2 separate regions of the Cricetulus griseus genome follow, and region 1 is linked to region 2. Evidence: chromatin contacts called from public Micro-C data. All regions are on one chromosome and are shown on one strand. The core of a region is the stretch at or near the end of the contact, and the rest is flanking DNA. Distances in the headings are between cores, read along the strand shown. Region 1 overlaps LOC103161803 (a long non-coding RNA gene). Region 2 holds the start of Sdc1 (syndecan 1).

What was found. A called contact is a pair of places that touch in the nucleus more often than the background predicts.
Region 1: a Micro-C map of the CHO-K1 cell line shows a contact between it and region 2, with 5 times the contacts expected there. The contact joins the enhancer-like site here to the promoter of Sdc1 in region 2. A contact is called at or near these places in 5 of 8 Hi-C or Micro-C datasets (the CHK-Q cell line, the CHL-YN cell line, the CHO-K1 cell line and 1 more).

Annotation. Positions count from the first base shown.
Region 1 is chr7:19,265,691-19,268,422 of CriGri-PICRH-1.0, forward strand. The region is part of intron 3 of LOC103161803 (a long non-coding RNA gene); the gene reads left to right. Among named protein-coding and RNA genes, the nearest start is that of Laptm4a, 48 kb to the right of the region's middle. Within about 2 kb of position 1,396, at least 3 of the 6 cell types and tissues checked have open chromatin away from gene starts, as enhancers often do. A contact at or near this core is called in the CHO-K1 cell line and fibroblasts, where this site is marked.
Region 2 is chr7:19,159,675-19,162,445 of CriGri-PICRH-1.0, forward strand. It overlaps Sdc1 (syndecan 1), which reads left to right and starts at 1,467. Exons shown (of 5, transcript NM_001244042.1): 1 at 1,467-1,532. The coding sequence starts at 1,467.

The sequences.
Region 1 (2,732 bases), core at 146-2,645, 110 kb after region 2:
TACCCTCTTCCTCTTTCTGGTGCTGGTTCTGGTGCTTCTGCCCCTGGAAAACATCAGAGAAGCAAATGATAGGGATCTCTCAATGGGTCATTCCATACTTGCTGCTGTCAGGCCTGGAGCTTGGAGTAAAAGGCTAAGGCAGGCAAAGGTACAGGAAGCAGACCAGGGCTGGGGTGAGTGGGGGGCAGACCAAAAAACCAGCCAAGATAGCAGGCTGCTGAACAGAGGGAGGCCCATAGTGCCCTGGAGCTTAAGAGGCCCATGGCCTGCCTGGAACTGGCTAGAAAAGAGCTACCTAGAGGACAGTGGGGTGATCCTACCCTGAAAGTGAAGGCTGGGAGAGGAACATGCACTTGCCCAACAGAGCTAGGTTCAAAGAAAATAGCTTCTGAGGACTTGAGGACAAACAAGGAGCCTGTGATTGAGCCTGGTGGCTTCTTGTTGACTGTAAGTCTCCTAGGTCTACCAGAACAGTCTGGGCCCTTGAACATCAGAACTGTACTTGCTCACAACCCTAGAGGCCCATGATGAAAGGCATCCATGGGCAGGTCTTCCGATGCTACTCTTCTAGATGGCCACTGTCACCCTCTGTCCTCAGGTGGCCTCTCCCCAGCTTGCATGGAGAACAGTCAAATGGAATTAAGCCCCTACCCTATTGATTTCATTTTAGCTTAACCACTTCTTTAAAGACCCTGACTTGGTAGATAGCCACAATTCAAGGCACTACAGGATTAGGGCTTCAACATATAGCATTCTGGGGGAGGCACTGTTTAGTAAATAGTGACTATGGGATCATTGCCCTAATAGTGGCTGTGAGTTACAGAATAGAACTGCTCAGCCACATGATATTGAACTGTCAACATTGTATGAGCTCTTCCTGCGCACATGTGCTTATGCATGCACACGTGTGTCTATGTTTATATGTATACAGGTCCATATATGTGCCTGCATACACATGTGTGCTCATACACATACAGGAATTTGTATGTATACACACATTTGTGCATGTTTGTGAGCATGCTATATATGCATAGAAACCTGCTGTTTGCCTGCTAGGTTGATTTGCCTGATTTTCCATGGAGCTGGAGAGGAGGATGGGCCAGGCTGAGAACATTTTGTGGTTGAACTGAAGTAGCTGTTCAGGTCCATAGCAAGCTAGAGGCAGCACCAGAACGTTTAGCCTGTGTCCTCAGTGTCCTGGACTCCTGTGTCTTTTATTCTGAGCATTCCAGCCAAGTCAGACTACAGAAGTCTCATGGCCCAGATGTTACAGTCCCCAACAACCAGCCATCTTCTCTTCCTGTTCCATGTAGGAGGGAAAGAGGAGGTTCCCTTCAGGTGACGTGATTCACTGCTGAGGTTCGTAGCTCACCACAATGTCTTAACTGCCATGACTCACTCAGTTATCAGGCTCTAACAAGTGGGCTGATTTGCCCAAGTTCTGACACAGGTCCTAGTACTGTGGAAGGAGGGCAGGGCTCAGTCACTGGAGGGTCTGCGCCCCTGGACACTTTATAGGCACCTCCCGAAAGCTCCCTACCATCAGGCCTCTCCAGCGAGGGCACATTAGGAGTAGACTTCATGTTGACCCCTCCAACCACCTCACCCTGGTTTTATCTCCTTTGAACTACCCCTACCTTGTTTCAGCAGGAGGAGTAGTCTTGGCTGAGTCCTTATTTGGGTTTCCAGTTCAAGTGCTCCATCTGAATGTTTGTAAGGTGGTCTGATGCTCTTGTGCCTGTCCATATAGCCATGGCAACATGGAAGCCCTGAGGGCAAGCCCTTCTTTGTAGAAACAGTGTCAGGTGAGGGAGTGCTAGAGATGATCCCTAGGGTAGGACCAGGGCCTGGAGAGCTCATCTTGACTGCTGGGGTCTTCAAGCCCAGCCACTAGTACAGGGATCCAGAGTGTCTTGTCTGCAAATTTGGCTCTCCTCATGTGCTGTGGTCTCTATTCTGGCCACAGTGGCTTGTGAGTGGATAGATGGCTGTGTCATTCCAGCCTCTGGGACAGCCAGGTGGCCTGGGCTACTAAGGATTTCTTTTCTCACACGGCCTCAGCATCCAGGCCTATTCTTGTCCAGCCTCCAGCAAAGGCTAAGACATGGTGATGAGCGGCTCCACATGCCAGAGCTAGACAGTCTCCTCCAGAGCCTTCCTGTCCTCCCATTGGCTGTTCACAATGGGGTTGGCAATGCACCTGTCACTCTTGTCAGGAGTGGGTTTTTTGCTACAGCACCTGGGAGGAGGCAGATATACAAATGCACCTGTATTTGATGAATGAATAGATGGGTCTGTAGACAATTCATGTCCTGTTCCCTGGAACTCCTGTGAGGTTATCTTCAAAAGACTTGTGATTCAGTTCAGGTGGGAGTGGGGGTTCCCATCTCTGTTTACTGGGAGCCTGCAGGGACTGGAGGCGGCTTCAGGTCTGTGGGTCCACTCTTCTGAATCTGAGTCCTTAACAGTGAATTGACCTTGAGCCCTCAAGCCTGCAGGAAACTGAAATCGACTGTTTCCCCTCAGAGCAAGCCTGAGATAACTCAGGTGAGGGCCCAGTGGGGCAGTGAGAGGCTCTAACTAAGCCTGGCTAGCCTCCAGCAGGAGTGGCATGGGAATGTGGCCTTTGGCCCTTGAGGGCTGCCTAGCGGAGTAGGTGAGGCAACTACCCAGAGCCAGACCTCTGGGTGGCCTCTGACTGACACTCGTGGACAAACCCAGCCTTGGTGGCC
Region 2 (2,771 bases), core at 217-2,716:
TCCAGGCAAGAATTTGGCAGGATACGTAGATAGAGTCCGGTAAGTGTAGACACCCCCCACTCCTCACCCCCCCCACCCCCGCCAAGGTAGTTTCCCCGATGACAAAGGTGTTCGTACACTGCTGAGTGCCGGGTTGCGGGCCTGTGGTGGGATAAAGAAAATTACTGAACTTCCAGAAGGCAGGCTCCATAGTGTAGACTCTACACTGGAGACTCCCAAGAGCCTAAGGTGCATCACATCTGGCTCCTTTTTCCAGGATGAAGAAGATGCCGTCTTTGGCCTCTGACTTTCGGGTGCGAAGGTCCTTTGGCACCATCTACAGATTGAGGGCAAGACAGGGCCGGTTCTTCGCCTTTGCTCTCACTGCAGTTCGCCACGCCCGCAGGCTCTCTCTGCTCTTTTTTTTTTTTTTTTTGACTGACATGCTAGAAGGGTGTTGGAAACCGTGGGGGTCCAGGCCCTATAGAGCAGGAACTCAGCTGGAGCTCCTCAGATGCCTGAGGTCACCTGGAAACAAAGAGGCCATTTATTTTTTCCTTTGGTCTTGGACTACGAAGAGAGAGGGCTTTGTCTCTTATAGAAAGACAGCAAAAACTTAAAACAACAACAAAAAAAGTCAGCTCTTCCAAATAGTGCTCATGTCTTCAAAGGTCCAGAGTTCTCAGCACTTGGCTCCAAGACTCTAGGGGTCCCATTCTCACCCGGTGGAGAGGTGGGAACAATACATCAGTCATTCGGTTTATATTCAGCCTCATCGCTGTGGGGCTGTGAGGTGGCGCTCAGAATCTTGCTCACCTGCAGGGTGCTGGCCGCCCTCGTCCAGAGGGCGCTGCAGGCTCGCGCGCAGATAACCAACAATCGCCCTTCTCCAGGGCAGAGCCTCGGGACTCCGAACCAGGCCATAGTAGCGGTTGCACCTGGGTCCGCATCAGCCACGCATCAAGGAAGACACGATGCGGGAATCACAGATTGTCCGCACCAGTGATCAGCGAAGGAAGGTGGGCCTCGGACCCGCAGGAGCTGAGGACAGGAGTGGACTTCGATCCTAGGAGGCGTGGAAGGGGGTGTGGCGTATTCCGGGGGTGGGGCGCTCCGAGGGGGCGGGGCATTCCGGAGGGCGGGGCCCGAGGGGTGGGGATTGGGGCTACCCAGGCCCGCGGAGCTGGGGGTGGGCGGCTAGTTTTTGCAACGGCTAAGAGCCTGTGGGTTTATTATAAGGCGGAGCTCGGCGGGAGAGGTGCGGGCCAGAGCAGACAGAGCCTGTCGCAAAGGAAGGAATCTGGCAGTCGGGAGCTGACTCCAGCCGGTGGAACCTGCAGCCCTCGCTCACTCAGGACAGCCTCACTCTGGGCAGACGCCTGGAACAGGAAAGCTCAGCCCAATCAGCAGAGTCGGCCCGCAGCTCCGCTCAATCCGCAACTCCGACCCGCGCAGCCCGCGGAGCTCCCGCCGCCGGTCTGGGCAGCATGAGGCGCGCGGCGCTCTGGCTCTGGCTCTGCGCGCTGGCGCTGCGCCTGCAGCCTGTCCTCCCGGTGAGTGTGGCCCGGGGCAGGGCTAGAAGGCGGCGGGAAGCCTGGACTCGCCACCCGCCGATGCCATGCAGGCGGCGGCACGTGGAGGGGGAGGGGAGCGGGGACTTCTTCCCGCGCTGCCTGGCGGATCCAGGGTTGGTGAGTCCTTAAATAAGGACTCCTGTCCCAATTCCCTCCACGGTCGGCGGGTGCCACGCGGGTCCCACAGCTCGTGGTCGGGGCTGGGGCATCCCGCTGAGTGGAGCCTCCACTGGTTCCCAGCGCTCAATTAAGTAAAACGACTCCACATGGGTGTGAGTCCGCCGGCCTGCGGCGGCGCCTAAAGTCACTCTCTCCCGTGGCTGTCTCGCTGGCCACCTCAGCGGCCTGGCCTTCGCCAGTGACCCGGAGGGATGCAATGGCCATGGCCACAACGCCCTTTCCGCAGACCCTAATTCAAACCAGACTGCAGGCTGCGCCCACAGCGCCGTGGAGCCCGGGAGCCTGGCTCTTTGCACCCGGGCAAGTTTGGGCGCAACGGAGCCGGTGCGGGAGCGGGAGGGGGCGGACGTGCGACTTGCCGGAGGGACCAGGATCAGGGCTGTGTGTGGGACACAGGAGGGTGGCGCGGGGCCCTTGAGTTTTTCTCTGGCTGTCCCAGGTGAGCTGGGCCGAGCTGGCAGTGGGAGATTCCGGGAAGTTGGGTTTACAATGTTAAAGACCCTAAGAACCCAACTTTGGGGTCGCTGAAGTTGTACTGCCCCCCGGAGGGCCTCCTCCGCATGGCTTGCGCTGGAGACCCTCCCCGCGAGTGGACCCCGGTACGGCTCTTCCCCTCCCCCGACTCGGCTTTGTGCTTAAGCCGCGCGCAGGGAAGGCGGGTCCCTTGGCCCGCCCAGTAGGGCCGCGGGGAAAGAGGGACGAACGCGGAGCTGGCGATTGGTGGGGGGAGGCCTCTGGGTAGGATGCAGCCATCCACCTTTGGCGGGGGTCGGTCTCTCTAATGAGCGACTCGGCCGACAAAGAGCTTGTCAAGGATCCCCAGAAAGTGCGCTCCCGCTCCAGCCGCTGTCCGCTAGCCCGCCTTCCCCAACGGGGGCGCTTTGTTCTCGGCCCCTGTAACCCTTCCCTGGGAACCGCCCCGCAGCGCCGGCCCTTGACGTGGGCCCGGTCCTGGGTCGCCGCCAGGTGTCAGCGCTGCCCGCCGGGTGTCCACGCCCCTAGCCCCCGCACCCTCTGTGGAGTACCGGGGGTCCTTTC